Linked DNA regions of Mus musculus: region 1 is linked to region 2. The links are chromatin contacts, called in public promoter capture Hi-C maps. All regions are on one chromosome and are shown on one strand. Each heading gives the region's core, a stretch centred on a gene start, on an enhancer-like site or on the middle of the called end of the contact. The rest is flanking DNA. Distances are from core to core; before and after follow the strand shown.

Region 1 (5,363 bases), core at 1,408-3,907, 340 kb after region 2:
GCTTCACCCCCAAATGAACACTAGCTCACCTGGCTCCACTTTATATTCTAGCTGATGAGCCAGTCCCTGATTTCACTGATTCTAAACTGAACTCAGATCTAGGAAGGCAGACAACACCACTGCCCTATAACTAGCTCAGAGAGACGTTCCTTGGCTCTGAATCCTTCTTTAACAGCTCAGCCCCAAGTCACCTCCTATTCACGTGATACTGAGAGAATCAAGGGGGACTTCTGGAGCCATTCTCCTGAGTTTAGCTGACATGGATGGAGAAGGAAGTCAAAGATCATTCCTCCTTAAAACACCAGACATGGAGATCACTTCTGCTATTTGATAGCTCCAGGCTTCCCCATGTCTCCCTTGTTTGTTGGAAACATATCACAAAAGCATGTTTTCCAGGTTTGCTCTAAAGACTGTAAACACCATGTGCTTTTAAAGACAAGCAAAAACTGTGTGCATCTTGGAATGGAACCATTGCTTAATCTGTTGGCATCGGACCAGCCTATTAAAAGGGGGAAAATCTATTGTTACATTAAAATGTCATAAATCAATGACATGAAACACATTTTAAACATAAAACAATTATTAAGATGTGTCATCTTAAAATGAGGAAGGAAATTGATTGGCAGCTAATACAAGTATTAGAAAACACAGGTTAGCAAGGTGACTTCCTTCTTGGAGTAACGAGGATTCTAAATTGTCAAGTGAACCTACAAGGCACACTAAGATAAATTTCAAATTAGACTGTAAATCTAAATTTGTAGACTTCTTTGTTGCTGTAACATTGTAGCCTTCAGTGCATCAACTTGGCAGTTTACATTCAACTTTTAACTACTTCATTCAAAGGTTACTGAAAATCTACATCTGGGTCCTTCTCCAACTTCACTAGTGAGTATGGGTTCTGGACAGGTGGGCAGCACATTAACTGTGGGGCAATCCACATTGCCCAGTTTGCTAATGCAGCATGTTTGTTTTTAAATATCAAATCTGGCTCATTTGGTAAGGCACCTGCTGTGCACACGTAAGGATCTGAGTTTGGTCCCCAGCATCTGTAAGAGGCATGCAGATCCTTGTGCTCACAGATAAGCACTTGGAAAACCAGGAATATTAAAACATTAAAACACATGGTTGTCTCTCCAGAGAGAGAGAGAGAGAGAGAGAGAGAGAGAGAGAGAGAGAGGTGTATAACCTGCTCAGAAGGCTGGGGATGAATGTAGTTAATATTTATTAACCTGGTGACCTCTGCTCTATCTGGATGGCCAGGTGGAACTAGCTCCTTCTGACCCTTAATCTTGAGCCTCTTTATCTCAGTCAATCTACAGCACTATCCTGCCCCAAGAGACTTATCCCAAGTTAGTTTACCTTGAGCCAACTTGAGCCTGCTTCCTTAGTAAATACATAGAGCCTATCTTTATGGAAGATGCCACTTGGACTTGACCAAAATATATGTAATCATGTCTTGAGTACGTGGGACTGGGTTAGCATCAGGATACTTTTTCCATATTGTGCTGTGCTTAAATATGCCTAAAATAAACTACCCGGTGTCAGACTTTCAAAGTTTTTCAAACCAACAGCAGTTAACTGAGTTATATTAAACCAAATTTCCTTCTTGCCTCCCATGGTTTGATACTCTAATGGCTGTGGTGCTTGTAGAAACTGCCTCCAAACCCTGCACATACACACAAGCATCCACATAAAAAGCCAAGCGCAGCAGTATATACCTATGATCCCAGTACTGGAGATGCAGAGACAGGAGGGTATAGCAAGACTAGTCATGCAGGCGAGTGCAAGCTTCAGTAAGAAACCTGATCTCAAAAAGAAAAGGGAAAAAAAAAAGGAAAAAAAAGAAAAGAAGGCCAGCAATGGAGGAGGATACCATCTGGCATGCACACATACCTATGAACACACAAATAATAATAGCAATTCCAGCTTGGTTTTCCATCTTAAAATTTCATCCTGTAACAATGATTTCTGCCTTTGGTTGTTCATTGCATAGTAACTTTTAAAAATATATAATTCAATTATTTTGTGATGGTTTAACATCTATGTTGATAAGCCCATAGCTGCACTCCTGTTCTTACATTTCTGCCCTCACAGCCCTGACCCTTTTACTCAAGATTTTAAATTCTAACTTTCCAAAGCTACAGATTCCACTTTCTATAAAGCTCTTCTATAATCTAAGCAGGACCTTGCTGCATGGCCCAAAATGAGAATTAATAAATGATCAAACTGGATACAACTTATGCCGTAGAAGTAACAAGGGTGCCATTGTGTTCCTGTATTGCTTTCTTGGGATTTCCATAAACACTATCTTCAGTTCCCTTGTCCCAACTCTCTCAGACTATAACTGCAAAGCAAGAAAGACCCATTCACTTTGGCTGAACTATTAAAATTTTACTTATATAAGGATTATTTTTCAAGTCACTCATAGACCTTTTACCTCCACGTTTTCCACATCTTGCTCTTCTTTGATTTCTTTCAGATAAGTGTGACCTTCCCCTTTGAGGTGCCTTCAACTATATAAGCCATACATTATTATCTTACCTGCATGCTTGGGAAACACTCAGTACAGAAGAGAACAAGAAAATTTCATCTGTAAAGACAGGCAGGCTCTTGTCTCCCCCACAGTCTGTCCTGCTCTGAATTCTTTTTCTGCTCACTTATAAAGCCAGCTGTGCTGAGTCTTCACCAGACTCTCCAGGGACACAGAGAGCCTGCCTCTGTACTTGACCTGTGCCTTGATGCCAGATGCATTTTATCAGTTACACAGACCTTTGCTGCAACCAGCTGGGACCATTTGGAAATCACAGATATGTTTCTGGGAAGTATATCTGTTAATTAGGAAAGACAGTAAATGTCTTCAGTTCATCATTTAAGTGATTTCCAACCAAAGGAGACTGTAACATAAGGGCAAAACCTTTTTACTACTTTAATCTACTAAACTGAGTGCATGTTCTCATGATTCTCTTAACAGATATTATAAAGCAGATTTTGAGATTGCTTTGTGAAAGGAGAGTTCTTGATCCATTTTCTGTTTTAATAACAAAGTACTTGAGACTCAGATCTTTAAAATATAAAATTGTATTTGTCTCATAATTCTGAAAACGAGGAAATACAAGAGCATGGAACCAGTATCCACATAATATCTATGAGAGTTTGTCTTTAAGCATCCTGACACAAGGTATCACTTGGAGAGACATCATAAGTGTGGTAGCAAAAGTCTCTCTTTGGTCATTTAAAAACCACTAGTGCTAAAAATAGGAGCCCCATTCTCATGACTTCATCTATTGCTTAGAAGCCCTTCCTCAAAATAACCACTAATGTACGATGGGTACTAAATTTTGGAGGATAGGTTTAAGCTGTAGTAGATCTGGATGTAGCTCCATCTGTGAAAAGTAAATTCTATGTTTGAGAATGGATTTTTTTTTTCCTGGAAACAAATGGAGAATAACATTTTTTTTTCTTTGACTTTCACAGATTAATCGCAAAAAGTGTTTGGGGGCTACAGCCTGCATGTGAAGTCAAAGGAATCTGTTCCCCGCTTCCACCATGTGAGTTCTGAGAATCAAACTCCAGTTTTCAGGCTTGGTCACAAGCACCTTTGCCCACTGAGACATCATTATGGCCAGTTTTCAGTTTTCTTTGTTCTAAGTTATTTTATTTCATGTACATGAGTGTTTGCAGGCATGGATGGATGGCTACCATCCCTCTGTGTGCCTGGGGTCCTCAGAGGCCAAAGGAGGGCCTTAGGTCCCCTGGAACCAGAGTTATACATAGTTTTAAGTCACCACGTGGATTCTGGGAACTGAACCTGGATCCTCTGCAGGAGCAGCAAGTGTTCTTAACTGCTGAGCCACTCCTCCAGCTCTGATTCAACTTTTTAAAGAAGCAGACTCATAAAGAAGCAGACTGTGTCACCATAGTCTCAGGGCGTGATGTAGAACTAAATGCTTCCTTTGTTATGGTCCCAGAGGGAGCAGGACGTATCTTAATCTCTAGCAGCAGCTGAGACAGAAGAGAAGAAAAGGGAAATGTTACCTTTCTGAGTTAGGACTCAGAAGGGCAGACACACCTAACAGAACCATGACTTTAGCAGATACACAGAAGGTAGAATTCTCAGAAGGAAAAGCTCATTATCTCATTGAAGGGATAAATATTCCTCCCAGCTTAAAAGCCTGGTGTTAGGTGAATCTAAGCCAGGTGACTAATCAGCCCAACTGGACTGTCTCCACCCGGGGCCATAGAGTCCATTCTCTGGACCAGAAGGAAATAACTTTCCCTTGATTGACCTTTAATGCTACAATGTCACATGGGTGTTTATCTGTTTGAATTGCCAATGGGGAAACCATTAGGATAAGAGCTTTCAATATAGATTCGGTCTGTACTGCTGGCAGTTTGGCTGCTGGCATAAGCTTTGTGGACCTTTCCAAAGGGTCAGTTGGGAACCAGTGTCTGGAAAGCACTTAAGGAAGAATGGAAACTGTGAATCAGGATGAGTCAAATGGGGGTCATGTGTACGTACAGGAGAGGAACTGGAAGCATAACGTGGGATTTTTCAGTTTAAAAAAAAAAGCCTTTAAAAGACAGACAGAAAGTCTAAAAAGATTCTCATAACATAGCTGAAAGAACCTAGTGGGGAAACCCCCACTCTGTTCCCGATTCGGCGTGCACCCAAAAATCACGAAAAGGACCGTCTTGATGTAAATACACGAGGCAGTTTAATGGCGGAGCTCTGGGTCGAAACATATCTCACGCAGGAGACAGTGGATTTGACCACGAGACTTGAAAGCTAGGGATTTGAGGAATTGGCGTGGTTTCACATGATTGGTCCATTTAAACATCAGCAGACTGTACATGCATGCAGATCAAGGTAACAGCAGAGCATCTGGTTAACATTTAACTTAGGTCAGAAGGACGGGAGATAGGGAGGCGCCGGGCCAGTCCAGACATTCTTGTATGTCTTCCCTATCTTTATGGCTAGTTGGTTCCTGGGATGACTTTACAGCCTTTGTTCTTTGTTCTAAGCCCAAAAAGCCCTCCTAACTAGCAAGCCGCGTGAGTCATGGACCTTGAATAAACTTTTTGGCTAGGGCTTTGAAGTCTTGAATTTAGTTTTCTTTCATTCATAACAATTAAGCAGGATTTCAAGTCTGACTCCGAGAAATGAAGGAATTGACAGCAAGCTAATGAGGAAGAAAATGGTGATTCAAGGAGGAAGAAGTAACCCTGAAGAGCCACATTGGTGCTCAGGGAAAGCACCCAGCATATTCCTGCAAGTAGGGGTGCCTTCAGGAAGACCAAGGTCACCCCACTTATGTAAGTGGAACCATCGGTGTGAAAAAAAAAAACACAGCTGGAATCGTGAA
Region 2 (5,327 bases), core at 2,667-5,166:
CATCAGGGAAATGCAAATCAAAACAACCCTGAGATTCCATCTCACACCAGTCAGAATGGCTAAGATCAAAAAATCAGGTGAGAGCAAATGCTGGTGAGGAGGTGGAGAAAGAGGAACACTCCTCCATTGTTGGTGGGATTGCAAGCTTGTACAACCACTCTGGAAATCAGTCTGGTGGTTCCTCAGAAAATTGGACATAGTACTACCAGAGGATCCCGCAATACCTCTCCTGGACATATATCCAGAAGATGTTCCAACTGGTAAGAAAGACACATGCTCCACTATGTTCATAACAGCCTTATTTATAATAGCCAGAAGCTAGAAAGAACCCAGATTCCCTTCAACAGAGGAATGGATGCAGAAAATGTGGTACATTTACACAATGGAGTACTACTTAGCTAGTAAAAAGAATGAATTTATGAAATTTCTAGGCAAATGGATGGACCTGGAGGGCATCATCCTGAGTGAGGTAACCCAATCACAAAAGAACTCACATGATATGTACTCACTGATAAGTGGATATTAGCCCAGAAACTTAGAATACCCAAGATATAAGATACATTTTGTGAAATACATGAAACTCAAGAAGAATGAAGACCAAAGTGTGGACACTTTGCCCCTTCTTACAACTGGGAACAAAACACCGATGGAAGGAGTTACAGAGACAAAGTTTGGACCTGAGACAAAAGGATGGACCATTTAGAGACTGCCATATCCGGGGATCCATCCCATAATCAGCCTCCAAACGCTGACACCATTGCATACACTAGCAAGATTTTGCTGAAAGGACCCTGATATAGCTGTCTCTTGTGAGACTATGCCGGAGCCTAGCAAACACATAAGTGGATGCTCACAGTCAGCTATTGGATGGATCACAGGGCCCCCAATGGAGGAGCTAGAGAAAGGACCCAAGGAGCTAAAGGGGTCTGCAACCCTATAGTTGGAACAAAAATATGAACTAACCAATACTCCCTGGAGCTCATGTCTCTAGCTGCATATGTATCAGAAGATGGCCTAATTGGCCATCACTGGAAAGAGAGGCCCATTGGTCGTACAAACTTTATATGCCTCAGTACAGGGGAACGCCAGGGCCAAGAAGTGGGAATGGGTGGTAGGGGAGTGGTGGGGAGGGTATTGGGGACTTTTGGGATAGCATTGGAAATGTAAATGAGAAAAATACCTAATAAAAAAATTAAAAAAAAAAAGAAATGGTCCATCAAAAAGAAATACATTAGCCTGATAAGGTATGCTTATAATAAAGTAATGCCATGAATACTATAAGAGTAACCACTTTCTGTTTGTATCTAAGGCTCATTCCATAAGACCCGACCTAGTACCATTGAAAAGACCAAGAACTATAACCAGATAGATCATGTTCTCTATGTGAGAAATGACTAGTGTTATTCTGCTATGTGAATATTGAATTAAAATGACTCCTAATGACTTATTGCAATAGCCATAGATCCAAACATCTTTCAGCTCTCATCTGAGAAGTTTCTTCTTGAGGTATTTTAGAATAAACAAAGATCTTCAACTGATCAATGTACAGAGAAGAAAAGGCTGTGAAGTGCTCAGCCCTTTCTGGGACATCTATATCCCACTCATCCTCACATGGCTCAGAGATCTTCTTGGAAGAAAGGGAAGAAACAAGGCAAGAACTAGAGGTAGTGGAAACCATCAAGAAAACAGACACAGCAGGGCAGTTTGCCAATATAGACTCATGGTGATTGTGAAAGCACATGCAAACCTGTGCAAGCTCCAGCCAGATAAAATCCAGGCAAAAAGTGTGGAAGGTGGACATACATCACAAGCCAAGCAGCTTTTGACATTTTATAGGCTCTGGAAGAAGGAAAACCAGTTGTCTTTAATGATATCATACATGGTAGATCAACCACATGCCAAGGCTTGAAGACTAGCTGATTAAACAAACAAACGAAGGAAGGAAGGAATATCAAAGTTGTATGGGAAAGAATGGGAGGGAGCTCAAGGAAGGAGTTGGAGAGGAGGTGAAGTTTTTCAAAATATATGAAATTCTCAAAGAATTGATAAAAATGTTTAAAATAATAGATACACAATACATTCTAGCTTCTCAAGTATCCAGTAAAATGCCGGCTTTGTGCCAGGTCCAGGAAACACAGTGGATCAAGGAGAGGATGCTACAGTTGGTAATGTAAACAGTGGAGGCTATTGCACTCACTGATAAGTGGATATTAGCCCAGAAACTTAGAATACCCAAGATACAATTTGCAAATTCACACAAAAAAATCAAGAAGAAGGAAATACTTCATTCCTCCCTAGAGTAGGTAACAAAATACCCAAGGAAGGAGTTACAGAGACAAAGTTTGGAACTAATATGAAAGGATGGACCATCTAGAGACTGCCCCACCCGGGGGTCCATCCCATAATCAGCCACCAAATGCAGAAACTATTGCATATGCCAGCAAGATTCTGCTGAAAGAATACCCTGATATAGCTGTCTCTTGTGAGGCTATGCCAGTTCCTGGCAAATTCAGAGTGGATGCTCACAGTCGTCTATAGGATGGAACACAGGGTCCCCAATGGAGGAGCTAGAGAAAGCACCCAAGGAGCTGAAGGGGTCTGCAACCCTATAGGTGAAACAACACTATGAACTAATCAGTACCCCCAGAGCTCGTGTCTCTAGCTGCATATGTAGCAGAAGATGGCCTCATTGGCCATCATTGGGAAGAGAGACCCCTTAGTATTGCAAACTTTATATGCCTCAGTACAGGGGAATGCCAGGGCCAAGAAGTGGGAGTGGGTGGGTAGGGGAGTGGGGGGGGGAGGGTATAGGGGACTTTTGGAATAGCATTTGAAATGTAAATGAAGAAAATATCTAATAAAAAAGGAAATGGCACACAGGCTGATAGTGTCAATCACTTAGAGAAGATTGTGTGAGCAGGAGGTGGGGACATTAAACACAATCGATTTAAACTCAATTTCTAGTCATTTTTAAAGTAACACAAAAAAGGAGAAGACCATGATAGCCCAACACATTCCTATTTCTTCTGTGTGTAAGAGTTTTCATCTATCGTTTCCTAAGCCAAACAGTGCAACTTGTCACTCCTCTTAGTCTACTCCCATACTGACTAACAAAGTACATTTACTGCATTTGAGACTGATTAGCATTTTCCTAATGAGAACCTGCAGTATTTGTCTGCAAGAATGGTCAGGTGGCGTGTGGATACAGGACATGTGGAAGACCTAGTAGACAGACTCAGGTTTTCCACAGTTGGTTGCCTTTGACTTGGGATTTTCTTGGCAGAATCACTTGGTTTTGAATCTATTGTCACTAGGAGAGAAAAAAAATGGTTCCTAACTGAATACAAACGCTCCTGAAAAAAAGAATAACGGTTTCATTTTAATTCTTAATTTCCTTTGCTTCCATTCTGTTCTGTTACACTCACAAGTTTTCTCACTAATCAATTGCCAGCAATTTTACATATTATAAAAATATAGGGCATTTTATGTGATCTTGGTTCTCAGGCCCCTGTCAATACCTTGGAAGCCCCATGATTGCCAAAACCCCGAAGAAAGTTAATTTCTTAGTACATTGGTTCCTCAGTAGCTAGTGTCCAAATAAATTTATTGTACACTTAGAAGAAGACCTATGCACAGGTTTTTATCCTTATCTCTAGAATTACCTCTCACTCCACAGGACAAGTGGAACCACACCTACTTTCTAAAGACTTCTCTGCAGCCACAAGAGCTATTGCAACAACTCTCAATGTGGAAATCACTGCAAATAACTCAAGACCATAGAAACTGCTATACTTAGAATTTCGGGATTTCTGCTTATCTAAGCTAATTATTTCAAAAGTCGGAGTTTCGACACAATATTTATTCTGTCAACAGTTTAGGTCACCGTTAGGGTTTTGGGACTGTACTTGTGTTTCCCAGTAGTATGAAGGACGCTTTGGATGCTCACACAAACCCCTGCTTAGCGTGCGTGTCTTTGGTTTCTACATCCATTCAGGTTCCTGAGCACAACTAGGTCGATTTGAAGGTAAGTGATCTAATGATTTCTATTTCAATTTTAATACTTCAAAATTGTAGATCATGTTTCCAAGAGACTCCCCGTGTCAAGAGAGAAAGTATACTTCTCAGACTATCAGTGTTTTTTTGTCTTTCTTTTGAATTAAGAAATATCTACTTTGCTTAAATCTCAAAATAACCAAAGGTTCATAGACTTTGAACCTCTTGTAGTTAAACCGCAGTAAAAGGAAGAGCAGACACATGCTTCAGCCAAGGTTAGCTATGTGTCTGGACTCCCAGCCTACAATTAGCAGTGGTAAGTATCCTTTTTAGAGCCTCTGGGACACCCATAAGATAAAATGTGAGCTATAAGAGGTTCAAGAAGTCTGCAAACAGATGAAAAAGGAAAGATAAACTGTAGCATCTGCTGAGATCTGTCAGGCCAGGTGCACTGAACTGCCCTGCAGATATGTTGTTTATGAGAGTAATGTGTTCCTAAAGGTGATGGGAAACTGTGAACTTCCTTCTTAACCAGGATTCTCTAATGGTCACAAAGCCATCTTTAATGGTTCAGTGAGACTGTTGACTTCTGGAGAGGTCAAGAGGGTAGAGCAATTACCAGAAAACTGCAAAAACAGCTGTCCTTCTACTGTGAGCCCAGATTAGAAGTTGTTTCTCAACTATTCTCAATAATTCTCTCTCTCTCTCTCTCTCTCTCTCTCTCTCTCTCTCTCTCTCTCTCTCTCTCCAATCAATCCTACCGAACATTTGTTAATTGATATTTCCATTAAAAAATATGTGCCAGTGAGTCAAATATTTACATTGACTATTAGCTACCCTTAAAGTGTTTAAAGAAATTGAGAATCAGCAAACAAGGAACTATATGGTAATATATGTTGAATGATGATAACATTAAATTAAAGAGACACTTTTCTTTGTTTGTATGAGAATTCCTCTTTTAAAAACAACAATAAAATCACCCTTTTTTCCCCTAATTTATTTATCATAGTACCCAGGAAACACACTCAGGACCTTGTACATACATGCAAGACAAGCAGTCAGATGCCGTGGCACTAATTGACATGCAAACCCAATAACTTTTCATCAAAACAAAGCTGTTATAAAAGGAGAAGTTGACAGCCAGTTTTGTAACTAGCATCATCAAATAAGTTCAGAGTCACCATCTTTTTTATATTCGTGTCCAAATTTCTCCTAGCAGATGTATGATCAAATAATAGATCAGAATATTTTATGCAAGCTCTGTCCTAAAAATGTTGATGATAATTGTGAAGACAATCCACCTCTGATTTCAAACATCTACAAATCAAAGCAGA

What was found. Capture Hi-C pulls out chosen DNA fragments and counts their contacts.
Region 1: a contact with region 2 is called in a promoter capture Hi-C map of pancreatic islet. The contact joins the promoter of C7 here to the promoter of C6 in region 2. A contact is called at or near these places in 9 of 39 promoter capture datasets (the 3T3-L1 cell line, cranial neural crest, embryonic stem cells and 4 more), 1 of 484 Hi-C or Micro-C datasets (uterus) and 2 of 9 other capture datasets (adipose tissue and pancreatic islet).

Annotation. Positions count from the first base shown.
Region 1 is chr15:5,061,116-5,066,478 of GRCm38.p6, forward strand. It overlaps C7 (complement component 7), which reads right to left and starts at 2,658. Exons shown (of 18, transcript NM_001243837.1): 1 at 2,542-2,658. The coding sequence starts at 2,547.
Region 2 is chr15:4,723,294-4,728,620 of GRCm38.p6, forward strand. C6 (complement component 6) reads left to right here and starts at 3,917. Exons shown (of 16, transcript NM_016704.2): 1 at 3,917-4,024.